Regions from separate parts of the Mus musculus genome. Here regions 1 and 2 are each linked to region 3. Evidence: chromatin contacts called from public promoter capture Hi-C data. All regions are on one chromosome and are shown on one strand. The core of a region is the stretch at or near the end of the contact, and the rest is flanking DNA. Distances in the headings are between cores, read along the strand shown.

The links. Promoter capture Hi-C pulls out the DNA fragments that hold promoters and counts their contacts.
Region 1: a contact with region 3 is called in a promoter capture Hi-C map of pre-B cells, with 2.9 times the contacts expected there. A contact is called at or near these places in 2 of 39 promoter capture datasets (hippocampal neurons and pre-B cells) and 1 of 130 datasets of targeted methods (astrocytes).
Region 2: a contact with region 3 is called in a promoter capture Hi-C map of pre-B cells, with 4 times the contacts expected there. A contact is called at or near these places in 3 of 39 promoter capture datasets (cranial neural crest, hippocampal neurons and pre-B cells), 1 of 484 Hi-C or Micro-C datasets (muscle stem cells), 1 of 130 datasets of targeted methods (astrocytes) and 1 of 9 other capture datasets (adipose tissue).

The regions. Positions count from the first base shown.
Region 1 is chr19:34,189,360-34,194,304 of GRCm38.p6, forward strand. It overlaps Stambpl1 (STAM binding protein like 1), which reads left to right and starts at 2,870. Exons shown (of 11, transcript NM_029682.5): 1 at 2,870-3,272.
Region 2 is chr19:38,816,078-38,820,810 of GRCm38.p6, forward strand. Noc3l (NOC3 like DNA replication regulator) reads right to left here and starts at 3,160. Exons shown (of 21, transcript NM_021315.2): 1 at 3,016-3,160; 2 at 1,861-2,068. The coding sequence starts at 3,024.
Region 3 is chr19:36,552,400-36,557,143 of GRCm38.p6, forward strand. It overlaps Hectd2 (HECT domain E3 ubiquitin protein ligase 2), which reads left to right and starts at 2,240. Exons shown (of 21, transcript NM_172637.3): 1 at 2,240-2,516. The coding sequence starts at 2,385. Gm41838 (a long non-coding RNA gene) reads right to left here and starts at 1,640. Exons shown (of 2, transcript XR_877830.3): 1 at 1,453-1,640; 2 at 526-1,335.

The DNA.
Region 1 (4,945 bases), core at 1,620-4,119, 2.4 Mb before region 3:
CTCAACTCTTGTAATGCCTGTTCATAAAGTACTTAAGTCACCCCCAGATTGTGGCAGACACTGACTGTTTCCACATAGCTTTATCGGTAAGGTACTGGAAAGGCCATCACACTATGCATCAAACAGATGTGGAAGCTGGCCAGTTGGCATTAGAATCGGTTTTATTACCATAACAGCCTATTTAGACATCACTGGCACTGCCTATGTAGGAGAGTATCATTGTTGCCTCTGAAGTTACAGTCCCTAGACACAAAAGCCCCTCAACAGGGAGTAGAACTATTTCTGCACTTCCTTAATAATAAAATCTAGTCTCAAAGCCAGATAGGAGACTCTGAGTGGCTTAATTTATCACATGTAGTATGGACAGTACATACTGAGTCACTTTGATATTTGTGAAAAAAATTTAATTCAACAATTATTTATTCACGAGTGTGTGCTTCTGCTCAAGCATGTAGACATGAGAGGACAGCGTCTAGAAGTCAGTTCTTTCCCTCTAGCATGCGGGAGGGATAAAACTCACGTTGTGAGGCAGAGCTGCAAGCATCTTTACTTTCTGAGCCATCTTGCCCCAAACACTATTTTTGTTTTGAGACAGGTTTTTCTGTGCTGGCTGCACTGATGAAGAACTCTCAAGTCTAGTCAGCTCAGCCTCCAGTTAGTTGGAACTACAAGAATGTGCCACCCTACTCTCCTTGGAAGAGAGACTCTGGATGCTAGATAGATAGTAAAATCTGCAGTTAGTCGCTCTTATAAACACACATATGGAATTAAGAATGCTATTATTTTTTACAAGTATCAGCAGAATGTAGATTGTCTGGTACACAAGGAGACTATCGCATCTAGAACATCAGGCCCAAATGTCCACCAAATCTTCATATGCACACAGGAATGATGGACCTGGGACTGAGGGAAATAGAAGAATATGAAGGATTCACCTCATACTCGGCTATAGTAGGTGGACCGTCCTAAAACTTTTTCTGATAAACATTTAAAAATCTGAATTTCGAAGTGCTGGGGCTGTTGCTCAAGGTTAAAAACTCACCCTTCACACACTTGAACTTTGGGTTTGATCGCTCTGACGGCAGATGAATATAATTTAAAGACTTGAATATTTGTGGAATTTCCTGGTTTTGCAATTTGGAACTAAAAAAAAATAATAATAATTAAAACAAAACAACACCACTGCCTCTTGAAAAATCAAGGCTGCAGACTGCCTTGGCAATGGAAGCTTATTTTCATACCACAGTAGGGTGGTGTCACTTTAGAAGGGACCAAGGGTCAGCGGTTAAGAGCACTACTGACTGCTCTTCCAGAGGTCCTGAGTTCAATTCTCAGCAAAGATACAGTGGCTCACAACCATCTATAATGAGATCTAATGCCCTCTTCTGGTGTGTCTGAAGAGAGTAATGGTGTACTCATATACATAAAATAAATAGATAAATCTTAAAAAAAAAGGAGGGGTGGCACCAAGGGTGAATTAAACAGCTCAGAAAGTGGCAGAGTCTGGGTTGCAAGTTTGGTTTCCAAAGGAAAAACCAACCAAGACAGCCAGTGTGTCTCACCCCACTGTAGTGTTTTCTTCCACTTGGAGCTGGGTTCCCACCGAAGCTGGAAACCCCCAGCTCATCAACAGTGACAGTGTTCTTAAAATGTTGGCGAGTTGGTACTGCTCCCTCGAAGAAGCAGCTTTTGAGGTCTTCTTACTTAAGAGTTTCAATCACTGTGACAAAGCAGCAAGACAAAAATCAACTTAGGGAGGAAAGGGCTTATTTCACTACCACAGTGCAGTCCATTCTTGAAGGATGTCAAGGCAGAAACTCAAGCAGGATTAGAATCTGGAAGCAGGGCCTGATGTAGAAGCCATCGCGGGGAGTTGGGGGAGAAAGAGAAACCCCCCCTGGCCCCCTAGAGTGCTGCTTACTGACTTGCTCCCCTTGGCTTGCTCGGCTTTCTTACAGCACCTAGGATCACCTGTCGAGGAGTGGCACCACCCACAATGTGCTGGTACCCTCCCACACTAATTACTAATTAAGAAGACGCCCTACAGGCTTGCCTAAGGCCCCCCATATTGTGAAGGCATTTTCTCAAATCAGGTTCTCTCTTCTCAGATGGCTCTATCTTGTGTCAAGTTTCTATAAAACTTGCTAGCACGGATGTCAAATCAGAATGGATTCTTCCAGCTCCCTTCATCCTTTCTCCCCTTCCTCCACACTCTCCACGCTAACAGCATGCCTTCCACTACTACGCAGCTGATTTAAAACTCGCAGATAAATAATTTTACTTGTCTCTGTCTTACTCATGGAAAACATATAAGATGCAGCTTTTGTATACGGGACTGTAGTGAATATGAATCGTTGCGTGCACTGTGTCTGGCTCAGGTCTATGGCCATATTAAAGACACTGCATTATAATGGTGACACTATAGTAATGGTAAGGAGCTAACCGTTTGTATTTTCCTAGTTCAAGAAGGTGGGGAGAGGGGGAGTGTTTCACGGCGGCAGCGCTTAGTCACGGTTAAATCTCAAAATGGGATTCCTACATAAGCTGTAATCCTATAGCTAAACCATTACATTGGCAAATTCAGCTTCATGACAGCTTGCGTGCTCTGCAGTTTTTGGAGTCGCCCAGCCATTTTCCCAGCTTCTAGGCCAAGTTGATAATTCACTGGGCTGTCCAGGTGGTCCAACCTAGGGCAACGAGTATGCAGGTAGACCGGGGGTTAAATCACAAGCAGCCATTTCCATCTGGCCATAGGCCCTCCGCAGGGACCCGCCACCCCAGAGGTTTTTTTGCAGCACGTGGGAAGCTGTGGCTACAGAGGGGGCGGAGGCAGAGGCGGAGGCCGCACCCAGGGGCCGGGGAAGGGGGAGGGGGCGGACCATCGCTGTGACAATTTCATTCCCTACGTTGCTGCGGCAGAGATTCAGAGGCCATTGGCCTGTGCGTTGTTTTGCAAGGGAGCTGGGGCTGTCCCGCCAGACAGAAGAGAGAGTCCAAGCCACGGAAGGCATCAGAGCTCGACCGACCAAGAGCAAAGAGAACCCAGAGGCCCGGACTAGACCAGCCTGGGAGCGACTCACAGCCTGGTGCCACCGTCACCAAGCGCCGGTGCCTTGCGGAGCAGCCGCTGCCGCCCGGGCTGCAGAGGCCACACGGATGCCCGAGCCACGCGGCCCGCGCAGGGACAGTCGTCGCAGTCGTCATCCCACACAAGCTCCGGACGCGCACGACTGCTGGTGAGTGGCCCCACACGTGTGCCCGCTGGCCCCGAGGTGAGTGGTGATGACGAGTGGCTTCCTGTCGCCCTGCGGTCCCCGCCCCCACGCGCCCCTATCCCGCTCTAGGGTTAGCTTCTTCTCGCCCAGGAAGGCGGAGGCTGTGGTTCCTGGTCTCTTGGCCCTGGGGCGGTGACCTGGACCCGGCTGCGCGTGCTTTTCTGGTTCATACTTGGAATGCATCCTTGCAGATGATGTCAGGATTCCAAGAGCCCACCTCACTGGTTTTGCGTGGGGCTCCACGTCGGCTGCGCGGGATGTCAAGGAGGGAGGGGCGAGAAACTGGTAAAAGCACCTTCATACTAGAGGGTAAGGGGAGGAAAGGACTTTCTAGATGTTGCATTGATGCCCTTTAGCCTCGTGAGACATATTCTCTTACTGGAATAACTTGATTGCTCGCTGGAAGCCTCAAGGGAAATGCGCAAAAAGATGCAATGCTATTAAAACATAATTTTCCAGAACTCGTCGAAATAACTGCTGACAGTCTAGAGTCCGAAGTGCTGTGGTTAATTGAAATGTAAAAGAAAAAGAAAAAAAAAATGAAGGAGTAATTCAAGAAACAGAATCTAATTTAGAGGATTGGGGAAAAAAAAATCTCTAGGTTGTGTGAGGGGGAGGGGCCTGTCTGTCTTCCCGAAACGAGTGTTTGGTCACTAGTAAGCCCTAGTGAGCACGCTGCTTTCCAGACATCCTGCTAGCCACGAAAATTAAACGAAGTCTTGAGTTTCAAAAGTGTCTCCAGAAATAAGGTTAATCTGAGCTTCTGTCAAGGTCAATACCGACTCCTGAGAGCAGACAAAAATTAACACTTGAATGTTTGACTTCCGGTTTCAATTTGTAAGTAGTACTTGTTTCCAGACCCGTTTCCATGGGCAGTTTTTTTGTATTTCTGACAGACGCTAATTTGATTTTTATAAATGTACTCTGTAACTAGACTCTGCTGGGCATTGTTTAAGTCCACTGTAAATATGTGTTCATTTTAAACACATTAATGTCTGAGCAGTAGACTGATCGTGCTAGACCAGTGGTTCTCAACCTTCCTAATGCTGAGACACTTTAATGTGGTTCCTCATGTTATTGTGACCCTACCCCCAACCATAAAATTTTTTTTGTTGCTACTTCATAGTTGTAATTGTGCTACTGTTGTGAATTGTAGTGCAAATATCAGTGTTTTCTGATGGTCTTAGGTGACCCCTGTGGAAAGGTCAAAATGTCATTAGACCTACAAACGGGTCGCGACCCACAGGTTGAGAACCTCTGGGTCAGAGCCGTTTTATTCCGAGGTGGGGGATGGTTTTGGGATTATCCAGGAAAATTAACTGGATGTAAGTCGTCTGTTCCATTCACCAGTAGCTCATGGAAACCCACTGCTGAGTACATCTCAACCGCAGTGCGTGCATCAGCTGTTTCTTATGAATTTTACGAAGAATTTTCTTTTGTTTCCTTAAGTAAAATATGCATCTATAGAGGCAGATTCTAAGTCCTTTATCCATTTCTAAGACGTAGCGTGGCTTGGAGAGAGTAGTGAGGGGCCTGGTGCTCTGTGGGTGTGCTCAGCCACAGCACGTATGCTGAGTGGTGTCTTTAGGGTTGGTTGCTGAAATGGTTGGTAAAAAGTTAAAGAATTGTGAGTAATTGTCAATAATATCGAACGCTTTCTCCTTTCAGTT
Region 2 (4,733 bases), core at 1,910-4,409, 2.3 Mb after region 3:
AGCTTTATTCCTTCAACCACTTGCTGTCCTATACACCAGTGCTCTCCTTTTACTCCCTTGCTTAGACTGCACGGTAACACCTCACCCAGCCTCCTGCTAACACACTTACACTGCATGGTAACACCTCACCCAGCCTCCTGCTAACACACTGAGACTGCACAGTAACACCTCACCCAGCCTCCTGCTAACACACTTACACTGTATGGTAACACCTCGCCCAGCCTCCTGCTAGCACACTTACACTGCATGGTAACACCTCACCCAGCCTCCTGCTAACACACTTACACTGCATGGGTGACACCTCACCCAGCCTCCTGCTAACACACTTACACTGCATGGTAACACCTCACCCACCCTCCTGCTAACACACTCAGACTGCATGGTAACACCTCACCCAGCCTCCTGCTAACACACTCAGACTGCATGGTGACACCTCACCCACCCTCCTGCTAACACACTCAGACTGCATGGTAACACCTCACCCACCCTCCTGCTAACACACTCAGCAACTTTTCCTTCTACATTTAAGTTACTCATGTCTATCAAAACCCCAGCCTCACTCGAGTCATTCGAACTCTATCCGCTCATTGTTCCTGTTCCTCTTAACTCGACTCTTTATTTTTACATAAATACACATAATTATATATTAAAAAACAGTAACAACTAAGTGTCCCAACCCCTTTTGAGTGCAGAAGAGTCAACTGTGAACAAAACACTCTTACTGTCTTCCCTAACAAAGCTCACCTTCCTCGTAGCACTAAGACTGATAAACACTGCATAGAAGAAAACCCCTAATCTAAACTAATAATCCACTCCTCAAACCAGAAACTTGGTGTGTTTGTTGATCAGCTTTTCCTCTTCCACTGAATCCCCTTTTTCTCTGTCGTCACACTTCTAACTCCCTCACCTGCCTCGTTTCTCCGTCATCCAAGGACCTGGCCTCCCACTTTAGTAGAAAAAAGTCCTTCAATATTTTCATATCAAATTCAACAGCGTTTGCACCTGCCTTTTTCTTATATTCCTCCCTCTCTGGCAACTTCACTTAGATTCTAAGTTGCAAAAATAAAGAAATCTTTTGCTTTTCTTTTATTAAGGAGCTATTAGCATATTACACCTTTCAGATTGTAAAACTTAGAAGAGATCTCTGAAAGTATCTAACCAGCTAACTCATTGTTCCTTGATTGGAGATTGAGTGACCAACCAAGACTACATAGCTAGCAACAAAAACCAAGAGAAGATTTTTTTATTCCTGATTCCCAATCAAATGATCACTACCCATCACGATAATGCTGCATTTGGGTCAGACTGCATGGAGGTTAAGAGAAGGAGAGATGGCTATAGAACAATGAACAGTTACATCAGCTAGAGAACTGTCCTGACTTTAAAATGATCATATTTTTCTGTTTTGAGGAGCTGGGGTCCTTAGATGGTTCTACAAAACAACCGAGACTATTACAGCTGAACTTCACCCCAAGTGTACAAGGAGAAAGAAAACCACAAGTTTAGAAAAGGAAATACCTACTGGCAGCATGGTGAAGAATGGAGCAAAACCAAGCAGGCTAACCACGGCTAACTCTCAGTGGATGGGAAGCCGGCAGCCCTGATGCGTGTCCCGAAATTTACACAGCTGCTCTGAGCATCCCCCAAGTACATTTTCAGATCTGCTGTCTATGCCAACGAAAAGGAGAAGCTAGTTTTCTCACAGGGCATATGGTCTTGCATTGTTTTCTCATACTTACTGTGGTAAAGCATAAAAGACCTTACCTAGACCTACAAGGATCTGAACACAGGACAAGTGGACACTAGAAAACAAGTCACTTCCATGGAGAACATTCCAGCGTAAGTGAACACTTTCGTTACCTGGCCGTTTGCTCTTTGGGTCCTCCAGCGGAATGGGTTTTTTAGACACAGCATCTTTTACAGCTTGCCTTAGTTTCCTCTGCTCTTTTCGGTACTTCTTGATGGTACTTTGTTGTTTAAATTGCTTATTTTTCAATTTGTTTTCAAGTTTCACTTTACTAGTTTTTATCAACTTGCGAAAGCTTGGGACCTGCTTTTTATTTCTTCTCTAGAAAACAACAACAGAAGAGACACTACAACTAAGAAATTCTGATTATTTTTAAAATCAGGTGAAGGAAAACTCTTTATAGATTAAATAAAGCAAATTTCAAAACTGTCTCACAACCACGGGTCCTGTGTAAGAACTAAAAACCAATGCACGGCAGTAAGCAATCCTACAGAATGGCACTAGAGCATCAGTTGCTCCACACGGGATTTCCCTGTGATCTGAATCTAGTCTCTCACGTGTGCAATCTGAAAGCAAAACATTATGAATCTCTTCTCTGTGGCAAACGGTCATTCAAGGCTAGTCTAACACTGGTACGGCAACACATTCAGAGCAAAATAATGGATGCCTTTAGCAACTGACATTCATTTGTCGGTTTATTATTTACAAAGCACTCACACTTCCCAACACCCTAAATAATAATAATCCTCACGTCATTCATAAAGAAGCGAAGGTTACAGAAGTTATTCCAGCGCTCTCGCTGGTAAGTGCTTTGTAATCCAAATCCCAAGGCTACTTCTAAATTCCCTCTCCATCTGGGAAAAATCACCAGCCTTCCTATCACCTTACACTTTAAGGAGGAAACAGGCTCTCTTCGGGTTCAGTGTCTCACAAAACAGGTTCAAGGAACTTTAGACTTGCTTCTCGTGTGTATAAGATTCGAGAGACAGTTTGGAAAACCCTTCAGTCTGACACCATTCGGTGGCAGGGCCCGGTGCTGGCCTCGCATCTGCAGCCTGAGGTCGTGCTTGGGCGTAGTGGGCGAGGAAGCAAAAGCCCCAGTAATGACCCAAAGTGGATGGAGCATAGATCGGCTAGGGAGCACCAAGTTAGGCCACCGCCCCCTATACCAGACTCAAAACCTAAGGGAAAGATAAGCCAGGCAGAGGGAGACCCTGTCAACCCAAGCAGCCACAACTCCCGGGGGCCGGGGTTCGGACAGCACTTACCGCCTTCATCCTTAGGCCTGCGAGGAGTACCACAGACAAGATCACTCGGACAGAGGAACACGCAGGAGCCGGGTGGAAAAGACACACGTGCACTGAGCGCAACCTTTCCCAAACCGGAAGACGCTTTCAGCCTCTCCCCCTTTCTGCCGCCGGAAACGGGAGGCGGGACTTCCTCTTCGGGCGGCGGTGCGTGCGCCCCCTGGTGGCTCTGGTCCCGGGCTCAGTCTCTCACGGACTGACCCTTGTGAGAATCGCTGAGGCTGAAGAGTGGGCGAGTGGGCGTCCCAGCTGAAGGACTCAAGCAGGTTCCCGCCCGGATTCCTTTTCAGTCCTGGAGAAGACAAAAGACGAGGGCTTGGCGGTTTTGATCGCCGGCGTCTTGTGGCTCCGCCTGTTGCGGGTACTTCGTCTTCTGGATCTTCTAGAGGGCAACCGCAGCTTCTTTATTGGAAGCCATCCCTCCACAGGCACTGGGGCTTTGAACCGAATGATGAAAGATCTCTCACCACCTTCCACCAACCGAAAGTCCACACTTAAGTTTAGGCGTGGTGGAGCACGTCTTTAATCCCAGCACTGGGAGGTAGAGGCAGGTGGATCACTGTGAGTTCGAGGCCCGGTCTACAGAGCCTAGTCTACCCAGTGTAGTCCCTGTCTAGAGAAAAAGTCTATGGTTTTACTGTGGAATCGTTTTTTCTTTGGGTTTAACCATTATATGATAAAGTACTATATTGGTGAGACTTGCAGAATTAGGATTCTGTTACCTTTTTGGTAAAGATACTATCTGACTGAATCGTTAACTCTTCCAGGAAGATTTAAGCATCGCAAGAATGTGTATTTTAAGTACTTGTCTCCCAAAGACCTTTTCCTAAATTAAAAAACAGAATAAAACACTGGGCAGGAGAAGTGGTTCAGTGTTTAAGAGTGCTTGCTGCTCCTCCAGAAAGTCCCGGATTCTATTCCCAGCACATCCATCTCTGAGGACCTCTTCTGACCTCCTCAGGCAGGCACTCACCCACACATATATACAAACAAAATAATAAATTATAAAAAACAATAAAAATAAAAAGTTAATCACAAAGATGAACTTGAGGCTATTAAAGGTTTTTTAAAAAAAAAAAGAAAGAAAGAAAGAAAGAAAGGAAGAAAGAAAAAGAAAAAGAGACGCCGTTGTTATTTGACTGACCCTCAACTCAATATGCTCCTGTCTCAGTTTCCCAAGTACTAATTATAGAGTCACCATGCCCAGGGTTAAGTATATCGTTCTTGAGCACAGCCCTGACATTGTTGGCCTCACAGTTCTGAGCTGGTGAGATAAGCCAGAAGAAACCCAGGGGCCACTGAGATCATGAACAGTGGTAATCTTACAAAGACTAGTCCTTTCTGCTTTTCACCTCAGAGAAAAATGCCTTCTATCTGGCATCGTCTTTCCACCTCCCTTCTAACTTTCTCCCTGTTCTCTCTCCTTCCACACCCTGTCTTGGAAACAGCAGAGCCTGTCTCACTGTTAGATTACTTCATCACACTAATTGGAAACATCAGCCTGTGCTCTTTCTTACCAAGCCTGTGGCTGAATTCCTTCCCAAACATATCAACAGTTACTCCCACTTCTTCAGCTTGCATCTGGTTGTTCCAAGGATGAGGTATCCCCATTTCTATTCAAAACTAACCCCATGTTTCTTGCTCTTTGGTCAATCATCTTGCCCTCTGCCTTTCCCTAA
Region 3 (4,744 bases), core at 990-3,489:
GACTTAGAAAGGTCCCCACACTTGACCATTACATTTGGTGTCACTGAAAAGCGTCTTCAGCACATCTTTATGCATAGCAGCCAGAGCTCTGTCTGACTCCCCTCAACCCCCAGATCCAGTAGGTACACACAAAAAGTTTTTCGTGACAGTTGCCTTACAAGTTCTGCCAGAGTTATCATTCTAGCTTACCAAGAGCACCCCCATCTACCTCCCAGTCCTTACCCGGGGCTTGTATGAAAGAGACTTTAAGTGGTACATTATGAATCATGTATTTAGTAGGAAGTGGAAACAAATTCATCATGATGCTTATCTTTCCTATATAGAGCTCCCAGCAGAATAAACCAATGGGCTTGTTTCCATTGCCTTATCTCGTCTGGAGCAGTAGAAATGAACACTTCTGACTTGCCAGTTTTTTTGCCAATATCTAAATATTTTTGTTCTATTGAATGTGACTAGATGTACAGACACACTTTTATTTTGTCTCACACATGAAAAGTGAAAGCATAAGGCATGCGATCCAACTCGTTTCTGATCCAAGTATTTTAATAGCAAATTACTAAATTTGGTTGTAGACAATAGGAGAGATAACCCACCATCATTTCAGAATTTATTCTACCAGTCTAGACACAGTAGCATGGTACATCTTGAATCGTATTTAAAATGAAAGGTTGGTTTTACAATGTTTGTTACCAGTTTTCAGCATGCTGGCCTGCTAAAAGAAAACAGATGTCTATGAGATAGTCCGGAGATTTAAGAAGAGAGGTCTAAAAACAAAAATTCAAGAAAAAGGAGACAGAAAAGGGTGTTGCAAAGTAGTGCCTGTGTCATTTGGCTCTAAAGATTATGAAATACCTGGCTACTTTATTCTACTTATTGTACACCTTTTGTTATTAATAGAGAAACGATGGTGACAGCAATTATATTAAAACTACAAATACTTCCTAGAAATAGAAGCAAACTTTATAATTTCCAAAGTAATACAGTAGGCACTATCCGATTCACTTTATTGCTTGCTACAAATTCTGGGCTTGAAAAACAACCTCATGCCAGGAAGAACTGTAACTATTTATTTAGTTCTGCGGACTCTGAATTATATAAAATGACAGTCACCAAATCCCCTCTGAATTTGTTTCAGAGATATTCTTGCTTCTTGTATTTGGAGCTGAGTATTCTTGGATTAGAAAATTCACTTCACCATGAATAAAATAACGAAGTCTCAACTAAAAATCCCAAGACCTCAATGTCGAGAAATTCTCTATTTTTAGTAAGTGGTACAGTGAATACTTCCTCTCTCCCTTCTCCTCCATCAGCAGGTGTCTCTGCCATTCCAGCAGACTGATAAAAGGAAAAGGAGGGGGCGAGGAGAAAGGAAATTGTCTAAGTCGTCGTCGGGTGGTGGAGGTGGGGATATTTTAACATGACGATTTAAAGTAATTTTTTAAACGTTCTTACCCAGAATTTATTACGAGGTTTATTATGGATTACTCAGCAGTTTGGATCTGTCCATCTGTAACTTATAAACGGAAGGGGACAAGGGATTAGAGGGAACGAAGGACGGCGGGGGGCGGGGAGAGCAAAATGTAGGCGCGTGGGCACGGAAGGGAGAGGCGGACTTGGCAGTCATGAGGGACCGCGGCTCAGAAATGGAAAGTGTGGCCTGGCCGTCCTGCCCTGGAGTGTGTGTGGGAGGGGAGCACGGTGTCGCATTGTCCTCTCCCGACCCTAAGCGCTTCTCCCGTAGGATGAGGCCAGGAGAGGACACGGGGAAAGAGTTAGTCATAAGGATGCTCAGGTGAGCGGTCTCCCAGTCTCCCCGGCGCTGGAGGCACTGGAGGAAAGATCAGGGGGCAGACATGACCCCGAGTCCGCTTCCTGAGCGCGAGTTTAAAGGTCAAAGGCCACCAGCTGGGTCAAAGGTCCCCGGCTCACCTGCCACTCCAGGTGAAGGGAAAGCCAGGGTTAGAATCCGTGTCACAGCCTTTACAAGGCCTGTCGCCCTCCCACCACAGCCCGCGACCAACATGGCGACCAGGCGCCCCCCAGCTCCCGCCCCGCGCCGTCTCCTCAGCGGTCCCCGCGCGTGACGCGGGGCCGCGGTCTGAGCCCCGGCCGGCGGACCCGCGGGAGCGGAGCGCGGCCGAGGGCGCGAGCCGGGCGCACGCAGGGGGTGGGCGGCGGAGCCTGGCGGCCAGCCCGGGGGCGCGCGCACACGCGCGGGCGCGCGACGGGCCGCGGGCGCGCGCGGGGGCGGGGGCGGCGCGGCGGCGGCGGTTGGAAGGAGCCCTCTCGCGGCCGCGGCAGCAGCAGCAGCGCCCGCCCCGGCTGCAGTCCGGCCGCCGCTGCCGCCGCCGCCACCGCCTCGCGCCTCAGCCGCCCGGCCAGACATGAGTGAGGCGGCTCGGGATCTCTCGCCCGGAGCGCCGCCGGCGGTAGCCGCGGCCGCCCCGGAGGAGAGGAAGGGGAAAGAACCGGAGCGCGAGAAGCTGCCGCCCATCGTGACGGCCGGCGCAGCCGCGGTAGGTGCGGCGGGGGCCGGGGGGCGCCCTGGGCGGTGGGTTGAAGGCGGCCTGGAGAGGGGACAACAGGGAAGTTGCGCCTCGAGGGCAACGGCCATCACTTGGGAACCGCGCCTTCCACGCTCGGGGAGTGGGGTCCGCTGCCTGATGCTGGGTGTTTGCTTGTTTTCGGGGGGTCTGGCTCCCGACTTTCTGCTGAGGGTCGGCATCCTCTGTTGGATGAGCATGGGTGCCAGTTGGGCGTCAGGGAGGTTTTCCCTGAGTGGGAGAACCTGCCTGTGGGCGCCAAGGCAGCGCTTCCCTTCGCTTTTGCGGTCCTTTCTCCCCTCGGGTTGAACAGTCTCAGAGAGGAGTTTCCTCCTAATTCTGACCTTTCCGTTGCTATCCGGGTAGTGGGAGGCAGTTGCCTCCCTGGATGCTTTTATTTTTTTCATACGGTACTGACGTGTGATTTGAAGGAGCGAGGCTTTTTCTTCTTTTAAAACTCGGCTATCCAAGCTTAATAAGCGTGGTAATTTCCCAGCTGGATTTTGCAAGGGTTAATTTGGAAGGCGCTCTCAGCCTTCAAACTCCATACTGCCAAATGATGTCATGGGACATCATCCCCTCTCTCCCTTCCCCCTGTTTGTACTTAGTGGTTGGGAGTCTGGTTGCTTTATGATTAACTTCTGGTTTTGACATTTTTATTTGACATAGTATTTAAATACTTTGGGCAAGTTTGCTTTCAAGTATTTAAAGATTATGACTTGTCAACGCATCTGTACGTGACAAAATAGTAAAAGTTTGGGGAATATTATACATTTAAAAAAATTTCTACTTGCAATTAGTTTCTAGAAGCCGCCCTCCTAAATGACTAGGAACTTACTAAAATAGCTCACTCTTCTTTATAAAGTATTAGTATCAGAATAATGTTATGATTTGGTAGGTTTTTCAAAAATGTCTGAAGCCTGTAATAACTGGAAATTGTTAAAGACAACTCTTTTATCATAAGTCAGCACAGCAGATTTGGACAGCAATGACACACATTTTAAAAGGATAACTACAACTGATTGGTAAATTGCAGCTGTAGTTAGGAATTACCTTGGGAGATGCTTTGAAGCAATTTGTCATTCATATTGTAGTCTGTTGGTGCACAGGGTTTTCACAGCTTTTTATGTAGGACTTCTTAATGCCAATGTAGTTTGTTTGTTTCAAGTCTGGGTATGTGTCTAGTGTGTGTATACGTGTGAGTATGGGTATATGTGTATGGAGGTCACATATACATGTGACCTGGTGTTGGTTGTCACCCCATGCTTTGGCAGTTTTTTCCTAAGGTGGTTATTAAGAGGGAAAATGTAACATCTGCTTTTAGAAGCAATGTTATGAGTTTAGTGTCTAACAGCAAGTACCTTTCCCCAAATTATTTATATATAGTGAAGAATATATTATATATAGCAAATAATGTCTATTATTTATCAATATTATTTACATATAATTTCAGTGGAACTGAAAGAAAGGTTTGGAACTTAACAGAAGCTGATACAGTGTGGCTGGAAGTCTAACATTTGTTATCTGAAGCACATAGGTCTTAGTAATTTCAAGTTTTTCAGATTTTAAGAAAGTAATCCTTTTAAGTATTACCACATGTAATAACTACAGTGAAGTCCTGGCCAATTTCCTGGCATCAGTAGTATCTAAAACTGTAGCCAATGTATTGTTTGTTCTGTTCAGTGGAATAAGGTTAAAAACTCTTACTTGCCTTATGGCATTTCAAGGCACATCCACATTTGTGCTACCAAGTGAATTGCAAAGACACTCTTTTTCAGGATGTAGACTAGTCAAAGAGCCTATAGTTTAAGAATTTTTAAAAAATCTTTGAACATGGAGGATAAAAACAGTTTGGAATAGAAAACTTGGGATTCTGAGGCAGTTTCTGGTGGTGCCTTAAAATTTCTTTTGACCTTGATACTGCTGTTGGATTTTTCAATGGAAATTTTAAGAGGAAAATGCAAGTATGTATTGCATATTTTTCAAGAGGATTTTCAGAGCTGAAATTTTGAGGCATCATGATAAAAAGCCTAAGGAAAAAAAATGCTGACATCTGAAGATGAGGAAAGCCAGGGCATCTGGGATGACCGGATTCTCCAGTAGAGTGGGGAAGACTTGATGGAATGTGGTGGAAAGAGAAAGACAGTTTATTGCCTCCTAGTTTATTTCTGAACTCTGTAGGGCTTAAGCAGAACTCAAGG